Regions from separate parts of the Sus scrofa genome. Here all the other regions are linked to region 2. The links are chromatin contacts, called in public Hi-C and promoter capture Hi-C maps. All regions are on one chromosome and are shown on one strand. The core of a region is the stretch at or near the end of the contact, and the rest is flanking DNA. Distances in the headings are between cores, read along the strand shown. Region 1 holds the start of CASC4 (protein CASC4). Region 2 holds the start of MFAP1 (microfibrillar-associated protein 1). Region 3 holds the start of FRMD5 (FERM domain-containing protein 5).

Region 1 (3,454 bases), core at 350-2,849, 500 kb after region 2:
TATGTGAATGTTTTGTAAATAATATATTTTGCATGCCAGAATTCCATAAAAAACGCTTTAGGAAAGAGTAACATCTTAAGCAGTTAACATCATTTTATAGGTTAATTTTTAACTGCTGGCTAAGCAAAGCAAGGCCAACTTCCTTATGAAGTTGAGGAAAGAACAGGTGGATCCATTACAGTCAGGGTTTTCCCATTTTTGCCTTGCTCCTTTTTGCCAAAGTCTGCTTGTCTTTTGAGACTTGAGATTTCTTAGATCTTATGCCAGAGCAAAGGGCTCAAGTTTGATGTGAAGTAAATATTAATAATGTTGGTGGTGTTTTTCTGTATCTCTGAGAGAGAAATCATCATTCTTTGAAGGTGCAATAATTCTTCCAGGCTACCCTAGGACTATTAGGCAAGTAACTTTATTTTTGAAATGGACGGGAATACTAATTATTCAAAGATGACAAATCTTCCTGCCTCAACATCATACCACTCTGATTCAAATGAAAATACCAAAGTTTTTGTGTTTGGGGGGTTTTATGCTTATGGAAGTTCTTGATCCTGAGGTCTGAAAAATAAAGGGACTCCATTTTCTCCTTAAACAGGATAGCATCAATAACTTTTAAAACTTTTATGCAAGAAATATGCAAAAGAGGTTACTTTTTCTGCATCACTGTAATTAATGGCGAACATATAGCAGCAGTCAGCCTGGTGTAATGCAAACAGCAATGATGTTAGAGACCAGTGACCAGACTCAAGACTGGTTTTGTCTCAAACAAGATATGGCACTTTGAGAAAGTTTCTGGTATATTTTTGTGTGTTGGATTCCTCATCTGTAAAACTGTGTTGTTGAGAGATAAAGAGATTAAGCATGCAAAAACAATTTGTAAGACAGCTATCACATCAACTCCAAAACGTGCTTGCTGTCAGTATCAGCGTTAAGTTATCATTCATTGTGGGCAGCTTTTGGACTTTCTACTTGGAAGCCCAGCTCCAGGCAAAAGCAGCAGTGAGTTTAAGAACAGGGGCTCACACAATTCTGGAATTCTTTCCCTTGGTGGAGGCAGTAACCTTGGAAAGCGGGCTGGAACCACCCTCTTTTAGTCCTAAAGCTTAGTTTCTCTGGCTTTTCTCCTTAATGTTCGGGGCACCGCTATTTTATGGCATTTTTTTTTTTAGTTGTTATTTTTTCCTCCACATTGTTAGCACAAGCGAGAAAATCTACTGAAGCAAGTACAAAATCTTTCCAGTCGCCCTTTCTGCCCGCAGCTCACCTATGTGTTCCCTACATAGCGGTCGCTGCCTCAGATGTCCTCAAAAACAAAAAACTCTCACGAGGGACAGAGCAGGATAGGCATTCCTAGACCCCGGGGCAAGGGAATTGAGCAGGTAAAAGCTGAAGGGGATCCGATTCAGGTACACGAGCTAACCCAAGTCGCCAAAATAAATACAACACTCTTCCTGACAGGGATAACCCTCGCGAGATAAGACTGCGAAGATCGAGAGCAGCCCACTTTCTCGCGAGAAGAGGGGGTGTTGGCGGAAACTAGGAAATGGCCCCCTTGGCGACCCGGACTCAGACAATGGGCGGGGCCCGAGTTAAATCCACCCCCTTCCGGCTCTTTTCCCCGCCTCCTAACCCTGAGGTGTTGGACCTCGGGTGCCAGCGGCTTGCTTCTCCGGTTCCGCCCAGCTGTTGCAGAATCTAATTCAAAGCCTCGGGAAAGCGCGTCGGCCGGATTTGAGGAGAGGGGGCGGGGAGGGTCCAGCGGCTTGCGGCCCCGCCCCCTTCTCCGGCTTACAGGCGGACGATTCCGCCCGCCTCCTCCTTCAGCTGGCCCTGGGGCTGCGTCCCCCAGGCAACTCGGCAGCCGCGGCCTGAGCTTCTGCCTGCAGGTGTTGGCGCTGAGGCTCCCGGGCACAGCCTGCTTCGGCTCCATGGTCGGTTTCGGGGCCAACCGGCGGGCGGGCCGCCTGCCCTCCTTCGTGTTGGTGGTCCTGCTGGTCGTGATCGCTGTCCTCGCCTTCAACTACTGGAGCATCTCCTCCCGCCACGTCCTGCTTCAGGAGGAAGTGGCCGAGCTGCAGGGCCAGGTCCAGCGCACAGAGGTAGCCCGCGGGCGCCTGGAGAAGCGCAATTCGGACCTCCTGCTCTTGGTGGACTCGCACAAGAAACAGATTGACCAGAAAGAGGCCGACTACGGCCGCCTCAGCAGCCGGCTGCAGGCCAGGGAGGGCCTCGGGAAAAGATGCGAGGATGACAAGGTAAGGACCAGTCCTCTCCCCTCAATTCCCATATATATATTTTTTTCAGCTTCGTGGTGGGGTTGTTTAGCCTGATCCCGGTTGCCTTATGCCTTCCAGAATTGCAGCCTCGGAGGCTACCCTTACCGCTAACAACCCTATTTCTGTTAGACCTTAGCCAGTTTATCACCACCACATTTTCCGGTCCCTTCCAGACGAAACTAGCTCTAAGTTCTGGTTCTCAAGAGTGGCCTGTGTGTGGATGCCGCCTTTTCTCCAAGCTCAGCTGCTGAGCTGGCAGTTGTAAACATTTGGCCTATGTGGCCGGCCGCCTTACGTTTACAGATGGACAGATCTGGAGAATGCTAGGTTTGGTGTATTATTGCCTTATCTTTTATTCCGTGCACACCGATCATTATCAATTTCTTTATTTAAAGAATGGGGCCTCCTCTAACTACTTATTATTACTTAAATATATGGTCACCATATATTTTTCGACTATCTCTATAGGGCTCTGTATTAAGCAGTTAAAGATCAGCTATTACTGCCTTTTTTTGTGACGATAATGTTCTGATGGATGGGTTCTGGAACCATATATGAGCCATACTTGTGACTTGGACATATTTAATCAAAAATTATCTACACAATTTGAATTCTTAATGAATTAGCCAAAAAGATAGAATCTAAAAATATGTTCTAAGCCAACAGTCTTATGTCATTTTCCTCACTGATATTGAAAGGAAATAAAAAAATGAAATTTTGTATGCTTAAGTAGCTATTAGGGTTGGTGTTTTACTGGGTGGACAGCCATACAAAGTTTAAATTTAAAAAGTTTAGAGCTAGACTGGAACTAGACCCGGTACTGAATAGTCTTTGTTCTCACCAGAGTATTGGGAATTATGTTATTAACTTATGAATTATAATATTAACTTCTTAACATATATAACTATATATGTTTATTATATTATTAACTTATGTCCTATGCAACTTCTGTTGATATACTAGAGTGTGAAAATTTTTAGGTAGAATAAGTAGATGTCTTCCATTCTGGACCCTTTCTTGGTAATCTTCACATTGTTTTTTGTGTGTTCCTGTTATTATTATTATAAGTTTTTATATTGTATATTAAAATTATTTGTAGTAAGTCATTTTAAATTAAAATCTCCTGAGCTCCAGTTTCCTTATTGTCACCAGCCTCTATCTTACTTCTTATTTCATGAAGATTG
Region 2 (3,379 bases), core at 826-3,325:
AGCCACCAGGAAACTCCAAGGATTTCTTAAACAGTATACTAAACACCACAAAACATAAAAGACAAAATTGTTAAATCTGTCAACAATAAAACTAAAAACACCTGTGTGACAGAAGACTCCATAATTAAAAGACAAGCCAAAAAACTCTGGGAAATAGATATTAAAGTTTGGGGGAGTTCCCATTGTGGCACAGTGGCTAACGAATCTGACTCGGAACCATGAGGTTTCAGGTTCGATCCCTGGCCTTGCTCAGTAGGTTAAGGATCCGGCATTGCCGTGAGCTGTGGTGTAGGTCGCAGACGCGGCTCAGATCCCTAGTTGCAGTGGCTGTGGCATAGGCCGGCGGCTACAGCTCCTATTGGACCCCTAGCTGGGAACCTCCATGTGCCACAGGAGTGGCCCTAGAAAAGGCAAAAAGACAAAAAAAAAAAAAAAAAAAAAAAAAAAAAAAAAAGATTTGGGATGTGTCAGAACAAACTAAATAGAAAATGGGTAATTGAAAGAGATAATTCATAGAAGACAACACCTAGAGAGATGATAAACACACAAACAAGATGCCTAGTAATCCTGGACTCAGGAAATTGCAAATTAAAATAACGTGCTATTGTTTCACACCCATTAGATCGGGCAAATAAAAAAAATCTCATACAACCAAGATTGTGGGTAATATAACAGGAAATAAAAACTTTCAATGCTCTTACAATCCACTGTGGAGAGCAAATGGCAATAGGTAGTTAATTGATGAAGAACTTCTAGGAGTCTACCCTAAAATTCTTAAGGCAGTGCACTAAAGAATGATAACTGCAGCGCTGTGTGTAAGAGGAAAAAAAGTAACAAAACAGCTAATTGTCCCTCAGCAGGGAACAAACTCCATATAATAGACCTCATAAGCAGTTAAATTAATAAGATCTCCATGTATCCAAAGGCACTTATCAAAAAACCACAGAGTTTAAGGAAAAAAAAAAAAAAAGGCAGGTTACACAAGGATAAGTACCTTATATTTAAAAAACAGGAAAGAAGTGATATTATTTTCCAAATATCTTACTGAAAAAACTCTTGACTTTTCAGTCTGACTCCCTAAACAGGTACAGTGTTGCTTCATCCATCTGCACTCACTGGAATCAAACCTATCCTTTAAAGATCAACTTGAGTACCCCAGTCTGAAGAGATTATTCAAAGCGCTTGGTTTACATCACCTATGTAACAGTATTAGGGGTGCGAAAGACTGCACACTTGCTTAGAATAGGTCTCTTTTTGCATGAATCACGTCTACTATGAGTTCCTTAAGGTTAGGGGTACTGTCTCTGTATTAAATTTAACAAATACAGTCACTGCGTTGGTTGAAAGGGATTAAAAAGTTTAATAAGAGAGGGTTCCTGCCTTGAGGAATCTATGAGTTTATGATGCAGTAGAGAGAGATGGACACATAATTACAGTAAGAGTTATAAAAGCATAAACAGATTATGGATAACAAAACTGGGATTGTATCCCGCACAACGCCTTCCAAACAGCAAGCGTTCACTTTATTTATTACTCTAGTTTATTGGTGGAGGCCAAGGGAAGAGGATGCTTGCTGTAGGAGTGAACCGACAGGCTCTAGGAACAAGATGAGGTGGAAATAGTGTGGGTGTTTTTTTCCCTTCTAGGCAACGCGATTGGATGCGAGTTTGATGGCGAAAGAAATAGGGGGCAAGGTCTTAAGGATCGCTGGGGCTGAGGTGGTGGGCCCGGGGTCGGTTTGGAATATGCTAGGGAAACAAGTAAGATCCGACTGGAAAACAGCTCAACACAGTACCTTTCTCATTGCGAACCGGGACGGCCCCAGCCGTAGACTGAATAGGCGGTTGTTTCATGAGTGCGCTTGGGACCGACATTTTGATGGCAGCGGCGGTGATTCCAAAACTTGACTGATTCCAAACTGTGAACAGGTACAACGTCAACGAACAGAAAATCCTCCGCACCAGAGGCCACTGGACACTGCTGCGTACTGATAGAAACACCACTTACGGCTGAGCTAGAAAAACAGGAAATGTACGACTAGAGGATTGTGGGATTGTGGAGGACGTCAGGGAGCCAAAGTCCGTGGAGTCTGTTACTGCGCATGCTCATAAACTCCCTGTCGACCTTAGTCTCGCGGTATTTGGACGCCACTTCTGGCGGGAAATGGCTCTCTGGACTTTGCGGTTAAGACTCTGAGGTCCGCGGAAGACCCGAATTAAAGGTTTCGCTGATTAGGTTCGTTTGAAGCCGAGGAAAATGGCAAAGTGATGAAGAAGAAACCGAGGAGTTAGAGAAGGACAGTGTGTTCAGATTGTTGAAAGCTAAGAATTAGAGTTAAATCGAAATAGAAATCCTGCTAATAGCACCTGATTTTCTCACTTGATGAGACCGAGCGGTTTGTAGTGCGATATTTTTGGGTTACGTCAGGGCAAGTGGTGCTAATTTAGACCAGTGGCAGGAAAAAAAAATCCCCTAAACGGCTTAGAACAATGCCTGAAATCCAAACACTCTTAGGCGTTTCAGTTCTTTCCTTTCTAGAGACTGCCTATTAAAACATATTCTTGGCTGGAATGGTTGTATATGAAAGTCCATAAGTAATTATTAAGCACTTGCTGTATTTACCTCGTTTAGCTCTAAGGAGTATGGAGCATTGTTAAAAGGCTTATGTCTTCCAAATACTTGAATTTTATTTAGGAAGTCTTCAAGGGCTTTTACAGTAATATCAGAAACAATCCCAATTTACTTGCTGGGCTGTGTAAAAAACATAGGCTAATTGAAAGTCAAAACACATTCAGTGTAGAAAGGATTTTATAACTGCTGTGGTGGGGAGGGAAGGGACACATGAGCAAAGTCTTGAAGTACAGAAATTGCATGGTATATATATTAGACACTATGAAAAGTTTGATTTTATCAGTAATTTTTCATTTGAGGAGTGTGAAAGTTCCTGAAGGGCTTTGAAGGATTCGTTCTAAAATTATTTCATCTGTGTTCTAAAATTGGGCTTAGGCTGGGAGAAATACAATTGAGCAAATCTCCATTAAGGAACAATGGATGACTCAAGTAAGCCATCAAAGGAGCAATTTTGAGCTGGAAAGAAAAGGACTGTAAAAATAGAGCAAATAGAAATTTGTATTATAATTTTATCAGCTTCAAAACCGTGCTATTCAGAAGGAGTAAATCTGATGGGAAGGCAGTTAGTTGTTTCTGCTCACGGACATCTAGAGAATAGAAAAAAAAGTTTGATATGACTGTAACTCTTAAATGCAGTGCCCTAAAGTCTTACATTTGGTGCTTTTGTGATACAGAAGCTATTGAGAACTTTCTCCCAGTGTTGGGGCTTTGTAAGGTCATTACTAGAATCCTAACTGGTGGGCAAAAT
Region 3 (3,409 bases), core at 264-2,763, 420 kb after region 2:
TATTGAGCACTGTCAGCAAAAAAATTAATGGGGGGGGGGGCTGTGAGGCAGCGGGGAGGGAGACAAAGAGGGTAGGACCCGGGGCGGACAGTTTTTGTCTGCCACGTCTTAGGCGAGAAGCCCTCTTGTGTTTCTTGCTGCAGCAGCGAGGGATCAGGTGAGACCCCTCCGGGTCCAACTCAATTTGCTTCTCCAGAAAGCGCAGTTTCCGGCCGTGAGCGCAGGATCCTCCTGGCTGCTGAACTAAACACCCGAGCATTGTCAATGCTTCTATCTCTGACTTTAATACAGGAAAAGAGAAGGTTGTAACGGCATTCCTGAGAAAGACTACAACTCCTGACGTACCACACAGCAGTAGCGAAGGAAGAGAAGCAAGAGGTTGTAGGGGAAAAAAAAAAAAAAAAACCTTCAAAATTACCAGGTTCTGAAGAAATGCTGTGCAGCATTATTATATTGTTGGCGTTTTTTTTTCCCCTAAGTCCCCGATTCTTTCTCGCCAACACCAACCCTCAAATTGCTGGGACTTGTTGCTAAATCTTTACCTCACGCCCACCCCCCGTCACCCCCCTCCACCACAACTGCCCAACAGAATATTTGGGGAGTGAAAGGCCGGAGGGGGGCCTAAATCTTTAAAGCCCAGAGGGCTAGGCTGCCTTCAATAGGCCACTCTGCATGGGCTGCGCGTTCAGTCTACCTTCTGAGAGCTCTGACTCACAAGCGCTCAGGGGGAAATTATGACATACACCATTATCCTTCCAACCAAAGAGATAAGAAAAGCCGCCAGCCGTCCTTGCAGGGCCGAAGAGCCAAAGCTGCGCCCCCCGACGGGGCGGCCGGGGGAAGAACCTACCGCCCGGTCCGCCTCCCTCCGGACGCCTGCAGAAGGTGCTCCCCATACCGGCGGCAGCCAGGATGAAGCGCCCTCACCTCGGGAAAGGGCAGGAGACGAGTTGGGGGTCCAGAACGCGGGGGCTCTGCCCGCAGCAGAGCCCAGCTCCGGGTGCCCAGCCCCGGACTGGGGCTCAGGCGGAGGTGCCCTGCACCCGGGCGGTCCGCCGCAGTCCGGAGCGGACAAAGCCCTCGGGTTTGGAGCGACCCCCGGGCGCCGGCCGTGGGCCAAGTTGGCCAGACTCTGGAAACGAGGGGGTCCCGCGGACAGCGAGGCACGGCACTGACCTGGATGGTGCAGGTGTACTCGCTGTCGTCCAGTAGCCGCACGGTGCAGCTGTACTCGCGCTCCAGGCTCCTGCTGCTGCCGCTCATCAACCTGCTCAGCATCTTCCCGCCCGCCCGCGTCCGGGAGAGACGCGGCGGCGTTGCAGACCCCGGACCAGGCGCCCCTCAGCCGGGCAGTTCTGCGCCGGCCCCGAGCACCTGCACCATCACCCCAGCGCGATCGCCGCCGCTGCCTCCTGCTGGCCCCGCTCCTCCTCCTTCTCCTCCTCCTTCTCCGCCACCGCCTCCCCCAAGCCCAGAGCAAGCGCCGGGCTCTCTCCTCCGCGCCCCACTGCCGGAGTCCAGCTCGTGGGGCGGGGCCCCGCCCGGAGGGGGGCCAATGGAGGTCAGCGCGGCGGAACCGAGTGGCAGAGAGTAGAACCAATAGAAATAGGGCACTGCGATGATGGACAAGTTGGGGAAGCAATCATGGGAAAGCAGCCTGACCGAGCCAAGCCCGACCAGTCCTCTGGCGTCCCAAACCAGGGGCTCCTTTTCTCCCTGCAGTTCCTATAGATGCTGTTTCCCCTCCCCCGGGCCAGGTGTGGGCACTCGGCTTGATCGAGGTCTGCTGCTTGCAATACATTTGAGCTCTGATTCAGGGTCTAAGTCCCGCACTCTGCAACGCCACGGTTCCCGCCCTATCGGGAGCCGAAGCGGTGCGAGCTCACAATCCCAGCACCTGCAGAATGCAGGCACCTTCGGCTCTGGACCAGGCGGCTGCCCCCACCTGCGCTGTATCCCAAGGCTGCCCAACGTTCTCTGCTCCACCTCTCTTATTTTGGAGAACATCTGTTTATAGGAACTACTTCAATTAAAGCTGCAGGATTCTCAGAGCTTTCTAAGCACCGGGTTTAGCCCCTAGAAAACCCTCCACTCAAACATCCTTTGCTTCCTTCCCTTTATTTTCAGAAGACAAAAGGAAGAGACTGAGGCGTGCTCCTTCAGCTGGTGTCATGGAGAGGAAACGATGGATCCTTTCCTTACACCTTTAAAACTAGAATTATAATGTCTTCAGACTTCCTGAACAAAATACCAGAGTATGTCAGAAGGTATACATCACAAAGAAAAAAAAAATGTTTCTTTCTTCATATCTAAAGACCTCATGTTCTTTACAAAAATTTCGCTGAGACATAATATTTTCCCTCAAAAATTTTTTATGGAAGGAAATGTTTTATAAAAGGATCAAATAAACAAAGAACATTAATGCTGGAATAAATACATTAATTGAAAAATAATGGTATGAAAAAAGTGGATATATTTATATATATGACTGATTCACTTTGCTGTACTCCTGAAAGTAATACAACATTGTAAATCAACTATACTCCAATAAAATTAAATTTTTAAAAAATAGAAAAAAGAAAAATAATGAAATATGAATAATTTTCTGTTATTTTCACTTATACTGTTGTTTGTAGATATAACAAAAATGAAACCCTGGGAGTTCCCTGGTGGTCTAGTGGTTAAGGATTCTGCATTGTCACTGCTGTGGCTTAGATTTTATCTTCCATATGCCACTGGAGTGCCCCCCCCAAAAAAGCAAAAAAAAAAAAAAAGAGAGAGAAGAAAAGGAAGAAACCCTGCATTAATGGAGAAAAAACATCCAATCATTAAAGTTTGCTTCTTCCCTAGTGTCTCTGGATTTCAGGATTTATCTCCCCAATACCTTTTCTTTCTTTTTTTTTTTTTTTTTTTGGCATGTGACCCACCCTGCCCACCACTTTGTATACTGGATTGCTAACTTGGATTGCTTTCCTTATGAGCTGCATTCCCCCCCATGGAATTTAAGAGCCATAAGAGGAGATTCTTCTTTTCAATGCGATTCTGGAGGAGTTACTTTAGAAACTAAAACAACGGAACCAAATATTCTAGATAAAACCAGATGTGAGCTTCTCTACTTTGTAGCCCCAGTAGGTGGCCTGGTGCCTGCTACATAATAGATACTCAATAAATGTTTTTGGTTTTTTGGCCGTACCCAGGGCACATGGGAGTTTCCCCCACCCCACCCACCTTGCCAGGGATTGAATCCAAGCCACAGCTGTGACCTGCAACTGCAACAATGCAGGATCTTTAACCCACTGTGCCAAGCAGGGGATTGAACCAGCACCTCTGCAGCGACCTGAGCCACTGTAGCCAAATTCTTAACTCACTGTACCAGAGCAGGAACTCCTCAATAAATGTTTTTTAAATG

What was found. Promoter capture Hi-C pulls out the DNA fragments that hold promoters and counts their contacts. Hi-C and Micro-C count contacts between places; a contact is called where the count stands out from the background.
Region 1: a contact with region 2 is called in a promoter capture Hi-C map of liver, with 4 times the contacts expected there. The contact joins the promoter of CASC4 here to the promoter of MFAP1 in region 2. A contact is called at or near these places in 1 of 5 promoter capture datasets (liver), 1 of 47 Hi-C or Micro-C datasets (skeletal muscle) and 1 of 2 datasets of contacts at active chromatin or transcription factors (alveolar macrophages).
Region 3: a Hi-C map of embryonic fibroblasts shows a contact between it and region 2, with 3 times the contacts expected there. The contact joins the promoter of FRMD5 here to the promoter of MFAP1 in region 2. A contact is called at or near these places in 3 of 47 Hi-C or Micro-C datasets (embryonic fibroblasts, heart right ventricle and mesenteric adipose tissue).

Annotation. Positions count from the first base shown.
Region 1 is chr1:127,236,633-127,240,086 of Sscrofa11.1, reverse strand. It overlaps CASC4 (protein CASC4), which reads left to right and starts at 1,599. Exons shown (of 10, transcript XM_021096541.1): 1 at 1,599-2,249. The coding sequence starts at 1,923.
Region 2 is chr1:127,740,103-127,743,481 of Sscrofa11.1, reverse strand. MFAP1 (microfibrillar-associated protein 1) reads right to left here and starts at 2,075. Exons shown (of 9, transcript XM_001928118.5): 1 at 1,796-2,075. The coding sequence starts at 1,874. It overlaps WDR76 (WD repeat-containing protein 76), which reads left to right and starts at 2,133. Exons shown (of 15, transcript XM_021096581.1): 1 at 2,133-2,235.
Region 3 is chr1:127,315,769-127,319,177 of Sscrofa11.1, reverse strand. FRMD5 (FERM domain-containing protein 5) reads right to left here and starts at 1,513. Exons shown (of 16, transcript XM_021096605.1): 1 at 1,177-1,513. The coding sequence starts at 1,278.